Linked DNA regions of Mus musculus: regions 2 and 3 are each linked to region 1. Evidence: chromatin contacts called from public capture Hi-C data. All regions are on one chromosome and are shown on one strand. Each heading gives the region's core, a stretch centred on a gene start, on an enhancer-like site or on the middle of the called end of the contact. The rest is flanking DNA. Distances are from core to core; before and after follow the strand shown. Region 1 overlaps Msra (methionine sulfoxide reductase A). Region 2 overlaps Msra (methionine sulfoxide reductase A). Region 3 overlaps Msra (methionine sulfoxide reductase A).

Region 1 (4,799 bases), core at 1,662-4,161:
GCAGGCTTTAAAAAAAAGCAAATAAAATAGCAAAATGTTCAATATTTTTGCCAAGGTCACGCGCCTATAAATGGCATAACTGAATCTGCAATCAGATCTGATTCCAAATTTGGTGTTTCTTCCAATGGAACCAGATGATGCACACACACAAAAGCCTAGAGCAGGAAAATCTCCTGTCAATCACGCTGACATCCTTAATGAGTCACCAACAAACGACCTAGCACAAGTACTGTCCTGCTAAACTCTGCGATTGCTGTTGTGTCCCTTACATCACCCACTTATGAGACCTCCAATCTTTATAATTTAAAAGGAGAATTTAAGACACACACCTGCAAACTGGAAGCATGCCCTGCTTTACACTGCTGTGTGGTATTGTGGAAGACAAAGCCAAAACTAGACACTGGCCTCTACTTAAGGAGTCTGCAGGTCCTTGGAATATACGAGGGAGCACACTCCAGAAAGCATTGCTCGTAGCATCACAGGTTCTGAATGGGACACAAAAGAAGAGCTGGTCCCACCAGTTGATGAACAATAACAAAACAGCTCAGTTTCTGGATGTTGGGTTATATGAAAATGTTAATACTTTTTCTTACAACAATGACAGTTTTAATGCATTACAATCCTGGTAGGTCTGGGACTGCCCAACAACGAGGGTGAACACATATTAGAAATAGGGGGTACCTGATGCTGGTCACAGCAGTCTCAGAAGACACACGTGCAGGCACTGGTTCTTTCTGTCTACCATATGAATCCATATGAATCCCAGGGATCGGATTTGGGTTGTCTGGCTTGGCAGCAGGTACCATTACCCACTGAGCCATCTTCATAACCCCAATATTACCAATTTTTAAGCCTTGAAGAATGTGTGTTTCTAAAATAGATGTCCATACCCCCCCACCCCCGTCTTTACTCATTATGAGGGTGAACAGACAGGCTTCAAGAGGCATTCAAAATGGCCACTCAGTAGCAGAGTCTTGAGAACAATTACAGTAAGAGGTAAAATTCACAGAATTCTCACATAAATCAGCAACCTAAATACCTTCTGCAAAAAGAACTCCTAGAAAAGAAACCTATCTAATCCAAGTGTCAGGCCACCAGGCATGCTCATGGAGACAGCCACTGTCCATTGGAGCACGAATCAAACTGAGCCTGCAAGACCCACAACTCGGAATTTTGAGGATCAATCCAGATGTAAAGTGAGTCAGGCAGGAATGTGGAGCCACCTCAGTACTTTTAAGTCAACTCAAAGAGACAACCTAAAACTGCAAAAGTCCCATAAAGAGAGGTGTTCTGAGGTGCAGCTGGCCAATGCAGTCACTGCAGGGTAGAATTTAAAGTCTATTTCTGCCTCTGCTTCTGGCCCAAAGCCAGTTGCATGCCCCACTACCAGAAGCTGGGCGACTCTTTCCCCATCATGATGGTGTAACTATCCTGGCAGGAATATAGATACCCTAAAGAGACAAGAGTGGAGCAGAGATGATGATGGGTATACCAACACCTTCACCAGGACTGCCTAGTTATACAATACACCTCTTGCATCCTATCTTAAACCTAAGCCTCTCTGGTCTTATTTGCCCCTCTGCCCAGTGTAGCCACATTTAAAGAACCCCCCTCTGCTGCTTTTCACTGTTACTTTGTTTCTTTACTTGGTTCACTGAGTGATGGTTCAGTGAGTGATGCTGGCTTCTTAGGACTTTGCTGCCTAGGCTCTCAGCCTGAGTCCAGTGCTAGCTTAAAACACGAGCCACCTCATCCCTTGAAACTGTTTTTTGTCAGTGTTTTGACACAAGGATGAGGACAGTAACAATGTATCATTCTGAGATATGTATCCAGTGTGGGACAAGGCAATCCAGCTATTGGCATAGGCGTCACCTCACATGCTTACTATGACTAGTTCTCAGATGCTAAAGATGATAACCCATTGCCACCAGACAAGCCCTGTGAACAGTTCCTAGTGCAGAAACGCTATGTAAATCAATTGGCTGTCTTACCAAAGTAAGTATTTTTTAAAGACAAATACTTGGACATATATGCTCGTTAGCTTTGTTATGCTATGAGAGACTGACATAAGACTTGGCGGTGCTGCCATCTTAAGTTTGCCAGAATAAACATCATCAGAATAATTTCACAGAGCTCAAAACTCTGATTTAAGGCACTGCCCTAATTTCTCCCAATATAATCTGTTGCTGTCATTATAAAAAACCACAGTCTCACGCAATGAGGTAATACTTCCTTATTTAGAAAAGCTACTGGATGATTCATAATCATTGTGGTGGTGATACACTTTCAATTACATGGGGAGAAAAAAAAAACCCTCAAATCCCTTTTAATTCCACCTCCCTTAACCCTGAAGGATATTTCGTCCAGATCTCACCCGCTGATACAACCCAGATGAAAAAGAGATCCTTTCTTTATTACTTACGGGGAGCTGTAAATCAAATGGGGACCTCCACGGGGGTGGGGATAAAGGGGGAGAAGGAGGAATGGTTCATTTGCTTATTAGGTTTCCATAAAAAAACATTAAGAATAACAGGCGGTTTCAGTGTGCCCCAGCCGAAGCCTTGAATCAGTTGCTTCTGAAACATGAAAGACTTCTCTTATGGACAAACTGCAATCACCCTAACTTTCTGTAGTCTCATGCACATGCATGCGGCCCTGACCGATGAGACGTTATTAATAAAGGAAGAGATGAGTATGAATTAAAGCAAGCCCCGCTTAATCACATTAATCCACAGCAAGTCAAAGGCTTCAATTTTCTAAATAATTTTGGGCTTAATGCCTCGGAGCTGGGCAGCCTGCTCCATTGAGGAAGCAGCTGGTCCAATTTGAGCTCCATTGTGAGGTTAGAATTGTCCGGTCTTCACAGCCACACGGAAGCCTGACAGTTTTCAGGACGCGACCAGAAGTACAGAGACAAAGGAAATTGCAAGACATTGAAAGGGTCCTGAACAATGACAGGGCGGCCCTCTGCAGGGTGGATTATATATGATTACCAAACTCACTGCCGGCATGGGTGGCGTGCTCTCTCAGGCCCCTGCAGCTGCTGCAGGATGCACACTCGAAGGCCCACTACCGAGGCTTACAGACTAGGAACAGGCAGGCTCGAAGGCAACGGCGCAGTAACTGCAGGACAGCCGCCTCCCTCTGCCCATTTCCCCCACACTCAGCAGCATAATGGTCATCGGGCCGCTACTGCAGGATTTCTTGTGGCCAGCATGCACACATTATATGATACTCACATGTCTGAGCAGTAAAAGGGGACTTCCTCCCCAAGTGGGACTGTAGTATTCATAAGCAAGATGGCTGGCTGCCTTTGTGACAAATGTAGGTTAGAACAAGCTGTGCGTTAAGATGTGTAACCGGCTGTAGGTACCAGGGCGGTAGGTGTGTGTTCTTGCTTTCTTCAGACTCAAACCACCACTCACAGCCTTGTGTTTCAGAGCTTAGAAACTAGAGTGGAGCAGCTCTGTATTCCCCACACAGCCCCCCAAATGGGGGTGCAGTGGACCTAAGGGGGAACACCATAGATGCAGAGGCAGAAGCTCAGCTCCATCTTCAGTTAGCTGTGACTGGTGTCAGCGCTGGGAGTGACTTCACCTTTGGCCAAAGAGAACCATTTTCTACCATATCCTTTCTGCTGTAGGACTCTTATCTCCCAGAGCTCCCAAGTGTCAGAAAAGAAAGCATATTCAGACTAGGACAGTAAAACCATTACTAGCCCTTTCCAAGTAGGTTTGTGCTAAGGAAATAAGTCCTGGCCTGCTGGAACAAAAGACACATGTTCTTGCCTGGACTCTTCTTTAGACAGCTGTCCATGTCAGTCCCCCAACTCAGAGACAATGGTGCAGAATTACCTTGCAGTCCTTCGTTTCCTGTATAACATGCATGTGTTCTCATTGAGATGCTTGGCTAGACACAGTTATCGTCAATTTCTTTACTTTCATGGCTTGACCTTTTAGCATGTAATGAGAAACTTTTAGAAAAAGGATGCCAATCTATAGAAGTGAGAAAATGAAAAATCAAATTCTAATATTTAAGCAGAATGAAAATTATGGATTTGTATATAATGCCTTTGGTTAGTTCAATTAACATGATAGCTCTTGAAAGCCAATTAATAAATATATCCAAATAACATTAATTTTAACTGAATGAAATTACTTTGCTGAATCTTAAAGCATGGATTGATGGATGGATGGACAGATGGATAAATAGGTGGATAGGTAGGAGGATATAAGGATGTATGGATGAATGGCTAGCAGATGGACAGATGGATGGGTGAACAGATGGATAGGCAGATGGATAAAGGGTGGCTGGGTAACTGGCTGGAAATGGATAGACAGCCATCAGATGGTTGGACAGACAGATGGATGGATAGATGAATGCATCGATAGATGAATGGATGCATAGATGGATGGATGGATGGACGGATGGATGGATGGATGAACAATACACATAAGCAAATGGTGGCATAGGTAGTCAGATATACAGGCTTCTTACCACAAGTAACTAAGAGAAGTTCACAGCTTCTCCAAATTAAAATTGACCTTGGAGGTTGTGGAGCTTGATCACCCCTCCAGTCCCAAGGCTTGACAACAAGAGTCACCCTGGATTCTGCACCATGATTCTTGGGAAGGAGGTTAGAGATATTCAGACAAACACATTTAAAATCCTCCTGGCTAACACATTCACAAAGGAACTCACACAATATGTACTCACTGATAAGTGGATATTAGCCCAAAACCTAAGATACCCAAGATATAAGATACAATTTCCTAAACACATGAAACTCAAGAAAAATG
Region 2 (4,799 bases), core at 1,681-4,180, 110 kb after region 1:
AATTAATTCTGTTAACCTTATTCTCTTAGAATATGAATATAACACCAATCTGTGTGAACTTACAAGAATGGAACCCTATTAACATTCACCTTCACATTCAATTTTCCTGTACCTGTAGTATTTAAATAAGTGATGTGAAGCTTTGAGTCAACATTAAAGAACATGTAAACTAGGATTCTTATTTCCAGAGAAACAATAGATCACTGTTTCCAAGAAAAATGTAAAATCTTTTTCTGTACATACATAATTTTCTTTAAATGATCTTCTAATAATTAATGTGTGACCCAGGCTTTAACATCATTCCATAAGCTTCTTTGTTTAAAACACAAGCATATTATTCCCATAAAAATCCAAACACAGCCTTGAAGCTGGCATCCTATGAAACTGATTTGAGGAACCTCTGACAAGGGAACATTGTAATTCACTAGTCACAGCTACTGTGGCCTTAGAATAAACCATAAGTGATTTGGTCCAAGTTCTTTAGCCATGTTCTCAGGCCCCTGACAATACAGACTTAGTTAGTGAGTGGTTTTCACTATTTCTCATCCCTCAAAGTCAGACCTCCCCGGTCACTGCATTTTGCAACCAAGTCATGATAGGCTGAGGACCCTGGACCACTGTTTCCTTCTACTCATTACTACCTATGATTAAGGCTGAGCACATATCTGTGGTAGTCTGGATTTAAATTTTTACAAATACCTCATTTTACCAATGGGTATTAATAATGTCACCAAATACCCTATGTCTGAGTTTCTTTCTATATGATGTTAGGTGTCAATAACTGATATCAGAAGCAGATTCTCTGAAACATTGACTCTAATCAAAGAGCTTGAAAATGAGGACATAAAATTCAAAACCAACCTCATGATCTCTTCACTGCCCAGTTTTGTTATGGTAACATACCCCTCACCATGAGAAGAAGACTTAAAAGGTCACCAATGAGTGCCACATGCTTGGACAGTGGACAGCCTCCTTATCTGTGATAACTGGAGTTTGATATCCTTACTTTCCACCAAGAAACAGGAAAGACCACTAGAACTCTACCATACTCACCTGGGCCTCCCCATGGACATTTACCATAGTCAACTCTGAACAGGGAAGGAGACAAGAAGGTGGTAACAATTTATAGAAAAAAAAATTGTTATGGCTAGAATGGCTCACACATTGGAACACTTGGTCACAGCTGGTGGCACTGCTCTGGAAAGTTCTCAAACCTTTAGGAGGAGGGGCCTACTTGGTGGACATCAGCCACTAGAGATGGGTTCCACCTAAGCTATCTGTTTCTTGGTCTGTCCAGATGTAGAGAGCTACCTCCTCCTGTTCCTGCCACTGTGAATGATGCTACTCCATGGGCCATGTCTTTGCCACCATGCTGGACTGGAAGCCATGACTCAAACCCTCCTCACTCAAGTGCCTTCTGTCAAGCATTTTGTCACTGGATAAGAAAAATCAGTTATAAGTTGTCCCCTGGATCAAGGATGGCACAGAGTTGAAAGGCAGCAGGGACAGGTTGAGAAAAGGAGCAGTGGAAGGGGAACTAGATGGAGAAGTTTGTGGGAGGGAGGCAGGGGAAGCCATTGGGAAGAGAGGGACGTAGAGATGAGACACACTGACTTGGGAAAGCCCAGTTGTCTCTCTCCTTGCCTCTCACCTTCTTCAGCATAGCACCTCCAGTCTAGCCTAGCCAGCTTAGTCTCTAACCTTCTGCCTTCTAACTCTCTGAACAGTATACTCCACTTCTTCACATAACATCAGACTTGCCACTTTACAAGTTTACAGTAAGACAACTTTTAATTGTAAAGTTTTAAAGGATTACATGACTTTTCATTCTGATTCAAAATGTCAGCCCAACCTCACACTGTCCATGCCCCAGATTTACCTCATTAATATAGTAGTTTGTTCAGTGATGATAAAATATTCTTGTGCAGCTGTCTCCAGAAGTTTTCATCTGATAAGACTGAGGCTCACTCTCCATTAAACAACACTCTCTAGACCACTGCCAGACTCTGGCAACCATTCTACCTTAGAACTCAACCAATCACTATTTGTCCTTCTTTAACAAACTCTATCTATCTATCTATCTATCTATCTATCTATCTATCTATCTATCTATCTATCTATCTATCTATCTATTATCTATCTTTCCATAATATCTTCATGCTTTGCCCATTTTGCAATATCAGAATTCCTTTCCTTTTGCAAGGCTAACCGTGGTGGTTTGAATGGGAACTGTTCCCCCTACAGGCTCGGGCATTTGGACACTTGGTCCTCAATTGGTGGCACTGTTTGGAGGGGTTTAGAAGGTGTAGCCTTTCTGGAAGAAGTCACTGGAAGTAGGCTTTGAGAGTTTATAGTTTCACCTGGCTTCCCCATCTATTTCTTGCCTGTGATTGAGGATATGAGTTCTCAGCTTCCTGCTCTAGTCACTATGTCTGCCTGCTGCCATGTCTGCCCACCATGATGGAATCTTATTACCCTTTGGGAACCAGAAACCAAATGAACTCTTCTATCTATAAGTTGCCTGATATGGTGTTTTATCGCGGCAACAGGAAAGTTGCTAACACATTTACAAACACTCTACTGAATAGAAACTCACCTCACTCTCCTCTTGTTTATCCACTCATCCATCACTAGATACTAGGCTAGCTCCACCTTTTTTTGAGATTGTGAATAATAAAGTTGTATGTGGAGGGTGAGGAATTGAACAACCTCTTTCATCAGGCATAGTACTGTCTCTCCTTGAAATAATTTTTAAACTCATTTCTTTACTAAACAGGTCACCCTGAGAATTTTTTTAATGATGATAAATATTTGTTGTGCTGATTTCCCAGTCCACTCGATACCCTATCGCTGACTTAGCCAATGTCTGCAGGCATCCAGGCTAGTGACTGCTTGGGATTCATTACAGCCTCATGACTCAGACCAGTGACTCATCCTTCTGTCAAGAAAGTGTTAACTGGACAAAAAGAATTTGACTCACACAAGTTCTTGGTCTGAGTCATGAAGACAAACCTCACCAGTGATTTCACACTTGTTATATTTAGACTTTTATGACTCGATTCCATTTTATTTTACTTTATTCTACTTATACACACCACACACACACACATTCACACACACAGATATACACATACATATGTGTCTCTGTGTTGTTTTACACACACAAAGACACACACATATTTATACACAGAGAGGGTGTTTTCTGTAATTTTCAAGCTGAAGTCAAATTGTCTGAACTTTCAAGATTTTCCTGCTCATTGTATACACACACAAAGCCTATTATCAGTCTAATGAAGTGGGCTGAGCTTCTGAGGAAAGGGGAAGGCTAATTAAAACCAAGGATGGTTTTATATGCACCCTCAGGTCTGTTTTGAAGAAAATCTCATCTCAGAGCAAATTGGCCATCAAGAATTAGGGAAGTAAAGATCAGCTGATGGAGCATTGATAATGGAAGGTTTACAGTCCTATGTCCTTAACATACGTACCAAGACACGGCCATCGCATCAGCTCTCATATAGAGAATGAAACACAAGACTGAGACATTCCTTTTTTGGCATAACTATCATTAGGAGTCTATGCCCATCCTGAATTCTGGCCAAACTGGTGTCCTGACCCAACCTAAGCACATAAGAACATTCTCCATTCCAATGTTTTTCTACTACATCCTTCCAACCAGTTAAGTTCCCTCCAAGCCTTCCTTGACACTCCTTGACAAGATTCCTCCAGTCCCTGCCTCCTTTCTTATGGCTCCCAGCTGAAGCAAAGAGTTTATTAGGATTTATCACCCTGACATATCATTCTCACACTCTGCTCCAAACACACACACGTACATACACACACACACACACACACACACACACACACAGACTTCCACATATATACTAGAGAATAGTATGGGCTCCATCAAACTCTAGCACCAGTCATGACAAGGTCATATAAAATATTTCCTGTTTTTTTCAACCTGACTTGAACCATCTGGCAGGATCTCACATCCTCAGCCACACTGTTTGTGCCACACTGTCGCTATCTGCATTGTAAGTAATCAGTGATATTGCCTGCCTGCCTCAGGCCCAAGGGACATCTGGAAGAGGACCAGACAGGGACACAGAAGGACAAGGAAAGATTCTCAGGAGAATAAAATAAGAACATTGCATGTTTAAACCTTGTGCACATCTTATGCACTGGCTTCAGAACAAGGGTGAGAACAAAAGCCGGTTCTTTTGATAGAAGTCAAATTACCAAGCCAGACAGAAAAACAAACTCACGGATATCTGTCAATCAAACCAGGCCATAATTGCTATGTGAGCCTGCTTTTATTATTATTATTGTTTGTATCTGGAGAGTTGAGGTCATATATTAACACATTAATTGAAATTTTGGTCATAATTATCATGTATTAAGCTGTTGATTACATGGTTGCATTTTGAATTTTTTAATTGGTTTGTTTCAATTGATAAAAGGTAATTTGTTTGGGGAAGATGCTTCAAGTTATGTATTTAATTATCATTGAATAGATAATTAATATAGAGTAGCAATAGTAAACAATGGCTATGGTAATTATCAGGGAATACACACATTTATACAAATAGGACAAATGAATGTTCTCTCTCAGGTTGCTTTGGTCTTGCTCTGTGCTGTGGTGCTGGCCCACAGACTTCACAGACCTAATTAGTGACATCTCTGTCTCATTCACTTCCTCTGATTTGAAGGAGCTAGAAAGCTCTGAGGACAATGAACATCCTAAGAGCTGCATCATAGCTGCCATCCCCTTTTGCAGACAGCTCAGAGCGTGTTCCTGC
Region 3 (4,799 bases), core at 1,472-3,971, 67 kb after region 1:
CATAATATGGTGCTGCTCACAATGGGCTAGGTCTTCCTACTTCCATTAACAATCAAGACAAGCCCACGTAGACATGCACACATGACAATCCTATCCAGGAGATTCCCACTTCCATTAACAAGCCTCATAGACATGCCCTTGTGACAATCTTATCCAGGAGATTCCTTCCTCAATCGAGCATCCCTTCTCAAGTAAGTCTAGGCTGTGTTGAGCTGGCAGTTCAAACTAACCAGTACTGCTTCTAAGCAATGACCCCTGATGACGAACATTCTCACTGGGCCTGAAATGAAAAGAAAAGTCTACTGACTTCCCAGAACAATAGTCTCCCAAACTCTTACCCTAACTCTTTGCCGCTCCTTCTCTGGATCATACATTCAAGGCATCTGCTGGAAGTAAGTAGGGTTCCCATGTATCTCCCAAGATCTAATATTGGACCAGTCATCTTTAGTGGAGGGTTCTCTCCAGAATACGGACCAGATCCTGCCTTGAGTCCCCTCCACATCATAAGGACAGTTTTATGTCACTCAGATGTAGAGCAGGGACTCTAGGGAAGGAGAGTGAACAGTCTCTAGCTAAGCAGGCCCATGGAGTCCTGTCTGCTTTGGCCATTCTGTTTTTACAGTTTGGGGACACAGCAATTGGGTAAAGGTTAACAACAACAGCAACAAGAACTAAGTTATGACGTTCTAAGATAGAAGGTTATATAATCATTTCAAAGGATTATCATATGTGTTTTTTCTATGGCCTCAGGAAGTGAAAGGAATAGGGATGAGAGAACAGGCTACAAGAGCCGTGCTCGGTAAGGAAAAGACAAAGACAGATAAATGACAACAGGACAACGGCTGCTGCCATGTGCTAGGTTGTGGGGGGTTTTAGTCAACTAAAAATAAAAGGGAAAAATTTTAAATTAGTATTTTAAAAAATAATCAAATTGTTTTCTTCTGGGCTCAATCTGGTATAGAGCTCCAGAGAAGGCAGCAGGTTTCTCTGTATGACAGTCACCAGCAGGCCAGTGTGCTGCCCGCCCCTCCTGTCAGGACTCACCAAGCCCTTCCCGTCGATGATCCAGTCACCGTGAACTCAGTCTTGCCCTGAGGGACAAGAGCTCAGCTGCTCAGGGACTTGCAATGGAGGCAGCTGTGTGGCCAGGCTATTTGTTTCTGTCTGATGGAGGCCGAGACATTGCTCCGGACTGGAGCAGGGCTGATGAGTTCATTAGTTCAGAAACTGAAGAGGCAGACGTGTGCAGGAAGGATGAGGAAGGTTGACACGGGGGGTGGGGAGCAGATCGGCCCTGGCATGCATGGCGCAGCGGAGGAACCCATCCTCTAGCCAAGCAAACTGGGAAGCTTATGGGTTGCTGGTTCTCTGCCAGGCTCTGTGCTTCATGTCAGTGACACAAGAGAAAGATGAAGTGTCTTCCCTGTCATCACCCTTCATCAGTTCGCGCAGCCATCCCCCTCCTCAGGACTGCTGGTCATATCCATGAGCCCCAGCTCTTGCACCAGGGCAGGCTGGTGCTCTTAAAGCTCCCTGCTCTGCTGCAGCCCCCAGGGCACCCGAGCTCCCGGGCTCACCACATCACCCCAAGAAATGCATTTCATCATCATCCCTTTCAGCTAGAGCATTTCATGTTGGGGATACTTTTAATAATCACCACACTGAAGCACTGCAGCTGACTTCTGCACTTGGGAGTGCACACGTTGTAGGATGGAAATTTCCTGACTTCATGAAATCTCTCCCCATTAACACAAGTAATTCCTAATGACTATCAAAATCAGATCGCCTTGGAGTAGGGGAGATAGTTTAGTTAGGAAAGCACCTGCCCTCCAAGCACAAGGCTCTGAGTTCAAATGGTCAGCATTTATATAAAGAAGCAAGCAAGCATGGTTGCACTCATCGGTAACACCAGTGCTGAGGAGGGGGGACAGGAAATCCTTGGAACACAATGGCCAGCCAGTCTAGTCAATCAGTGAATGGCAGGTTCTCTGACAGAGTCTGTCTCAAATGGCAATGTGGAAACCAATAGAAGAACATACCTATGTCATCATCTAGCCTCTACATGCACATGTGTGTGGCACATGTGCACACATGCTGCAAACTCACAGGCACCCACATATCCAATATTACATACATTGAAAAACAGATAATCTTGAGAGTATAAACTGCATTTAAAATTAAGCTACCTTATGGATTAAGATCTGTGTTTCAGCCAAAGGATTCAGTGAGATCCTTGTAAATGGAACAGTTGAAAATGCCAGCATACAGGAGTAAGTCAAGACCAGTCCCTTCCATACTAACATGTCTCAGTGTTTTATGACTTCTAAAGCACAATGTAGATTTTAATATGCATGGTAAACAGAAAAATCATACTTCTAATATTGTTTTGAAAAATATTTGTCTTCTAAGAGTGGTAGGGTCTGGGCTTTGCTGGTTCACATTGCTTTATGGCCCTGGTATATGGCTGATGCAAAGCTATTCACTTTCTCCCTGATAGTTGTTAGAGAGATCAGTTTGGGCATATTAAAATAACAGCTTCACAGCACAGTCGAGTCCTTGGAATGTAATTAAGGTGCATAGACCTCAGAGGCATCTTCTCCGCCAATCACCAGCCATATTATTTCCTGGGAGCCTAACCCAGCGCTTCCTGTGCACACTGAAGTCAGCTGCCACTAACGGTTGCACACAGCACTGTGCAGAGCAGGCAGTTCACAGTTCACTGACAGCCCAGAGCACTCTGCTGATCTTTTCTTTCTTCTCTGTGAACCTGTCAGCAGCCCAAGCAGGTAGCTACACTCTCGCTTGATGGCACATGGGTTGCATGGAGGTGGCACATGATGCTGTCAGCTGTCAGTCAGCAGCTGAGCAGGAGTGGCCGGGCGACTCCCCGCTCCCACCCCTTCCTCTCTGACAGTGATAAATGGTCAGCCTGGTACTCAGCTAAGCCAGAGGGGCCCAGTCTTCCCCATGCAATCTGTTCCGGCGGATAGCCCCTTCCCTACAGCGTCTCTGGCAGTATCAGGCAGCATTATACTTAGGTCTGGGCCGGAGAGGACCTCGTTGGCTCTGTGGCTGCTACTCTCCCATAGAAAAGGAATTTTGGCATGATTTTGTGCACAGACTATAGCGGTACAAACCTCATAGTAAACTCATCTGTGTTCATTCTCCTTTCACACAGGGAATAAAGCAGACACAACTAAAACAATGTGATTTTAAGAAAGACAAATTGTGGTGGTCTGAACTCAGTAGTGGCTTTGTACAGGATGGCCTCTGTTAAATGAAGAGGCACCGGGCTTCTGAAGTCATTGTCTGTTTCAGGAGATCATAAAGGAAGAAAAGACTCTAAGAATAAAGAGGTGGGACACTGGCAAGGTTCAGCACAGACTGGATCTGCAAGATAAGATACTGTTCCTTTGCTTATGGATAAGTATTAAATGCAGGGTTCATATAGAAAAAAGAGCATCAGCGGCATTCTGTTATAGAAAAAAAAAACAAAACAACCCTGTGAGATAAGAAGGCACCCTCATATGGAACAAGGGAGGGGAAGTATAGGAGAGTATGTATGACACACTGAGGTTTGCTTAAAAAACACACAACACACATGCACACGTGTGGGTGTACACACACACACACACACACACACGTATATGCACGCATGCATACACATGTACACGTGCAACAAACCATCCTATTAGTTTGGGGCTCTGTTCTTGGTGATATATTTCCTTTTTGGAAATACAAATACCAAACATTTCAACTGTTCACAGTTATCACCATGGTAAACACCATGTAGCCCTGGAGCCTGTTCCTAAGCTGAAAGCTGTTGAACTACTCGGGGCTCACAGACTGTACCCAGCCTTGTGACAAAGTCCCCAGATGACCCCCTTCTGAATCACAAAAGCAATTCTGCAAACAACTTTGAAACGGCAAGGGGTTGAGAACACCCTAAGAGACCTCAAGAAAAGAGGGGTGCTGTGTTTCCCCTTGAAAACTGTTGTGTGGCCTCCAGAGCATGTTTAAAAGAAGGAAATATTTTTAAAACACCAATCTCTCCAAATTCAAGACAGGACTTGGAGATGATTAAAAGCAAAACTGGAAATGTCTCTGGGTTTCTCTCTCTTTTATTTTAGGGGAGAACAGAGGGAGAACACGGTGCCTGTTTGAATTACTTCTCTGCCTGGCTACCTCTCCAATTTTCATCTTTTCCGTTTTTGTCATCACTGTTATTTTCCTCCACATCGTGGGGACACACTTCCTGGAAGTCTGGTGATTTTTAAAATTGGTTTGAACATTTCATACTTCCATCAAAAAATAAGTTTTATGATGAAGCTGTCAACTGAACAATATGTCAATATTTTTTTTTTTTTAAATCCAGGCCCTCAGGATGGCTCAGCAGGTAAGAGTGCTTGCTGGGCAAGTCTGGCACCCGGAGATCAATCCCTAGAACCTTTGTAAATGGGAGGGAGAGAACCAAATCCACAAAGTTGTCCTCTGATCTCTACATGAGTACCACGGAACAGGCACCCACAAGTCTTTCTCTCCCAAGTCCCAACATAGACAGACAGACAGATATACACATATATATATATACATACACACACACACATATACAGAGACAAAAATACACACAGTAATACACACACATACACGGAGAGAGAGAGACAAACACACACACAAACATATACATACAAGCAGAGAGAGAGAGAGAGAGAGAGAGAGAGAGAGAGACCACTTAAAATCAACTCTTCGTGGAGTTGTTCTGAAGATGGTGTCTAAGGACCTGGCCTTCTGAGATAATG

What was found. Capture Hi-C pulls out chosen DNA fragments and counts their contacts.
Region 2: a contact with region 1 is called in a capture Hi-C map of bone marrow-derived macrophages, with 7 times the contacts expected there. The contact joins two enhancer-like sites. A contact is called at or near these places in 3 of 484 Hi-C or Micro-C datasets (adipose-derived mesenchymal stem cells, cortical neurons and muscle stem cells), 3 of 115 datasets of contacts at active chromatin or transcription factors (double positive thymocytes, embryonic basal ganglia and fibro-adipogenic progenitors) and 1 of 9 other capture datasets (bone marrow-derived macrophages).
Region 3: a contact with region 1 is called in a capture Hi-C map of bone marrow-derived macrophages, with 5 times the contacts expected there. The contact joins two enhancer-like sites. A contact is called at or near these places in 6 of 484 Hi-C or Micro-C datasets (CD4 T cells, cerebral cortex, cortical neurons and 3 more), 2 of 115 datasets of contacts at active chromatin or transcription factors (PVALB interneurons and fibro-adipogenic progenitors) and 1 of 9 other capture datasets (bone marrow-derived macrophages).

Annotation. Positions count from the first base shown.
Region 1 is chr14:64,254,045-64,258,843 of GRCm38.p6, forward strand. All of the region lies in intron 3 of Msra (methionine sulfoxide reductase A), which reads right to left. Among named protein-coding and RNA genes, the nearest start is that of Gm41176, 4.1 kb to the right of the region's middle. Within about 2 kb of position 2,912, at least 33 of the 459 cell types and tissues checked have an H3K27ac peak or open chromatin away from gene starts, as enhancers often do. A contact at or near this core is called in PVALB interneurons, bone marrow-derived macrophages, cortical neurons and 1 more, where this site is marked.
Region 2 is chr14:64,365,496-64,370,294 of GRCm38.p6, forward strand. All of the region lies in intron 1 of Msra (methionine sulfoxide reductase A), which reads right to left. Among named protein-coding and RNA genes, the nearest start is that of Gm52130, 39 kb to the right of the region's middle. Within about 2 kb of position 2,931, at least 58 of the 459 cell types and tissues checked have an H3K27ac peak or open chromatin away from gene starts, as enhancers often do. A contact at or near this core is called in bone marrow-derived macrophages and fibro-adipogenic progenitors, where this site is marked.
Region 3 is chr14:64,321,035-64,325,833 of GRCm38.p6, forward strand. All of the region lies in intron 1 of Msra (methionine sulfoxide reductase A), which reads right to left. Among named protein-coding and RNA genes, the nearest start is that of Gm52131, 9.8 kb to the left of the region's middle. Within about 2 kb of position 2,722, at least 84 of the 459 cell types and tissues checked have an H3K27ac peak or open chromatin away from gene starts, as enhancers often do. A contact at or near this core is called in PVALB interneurons, bone marrow-derived macrophages and cortical neurons, where this site is marked.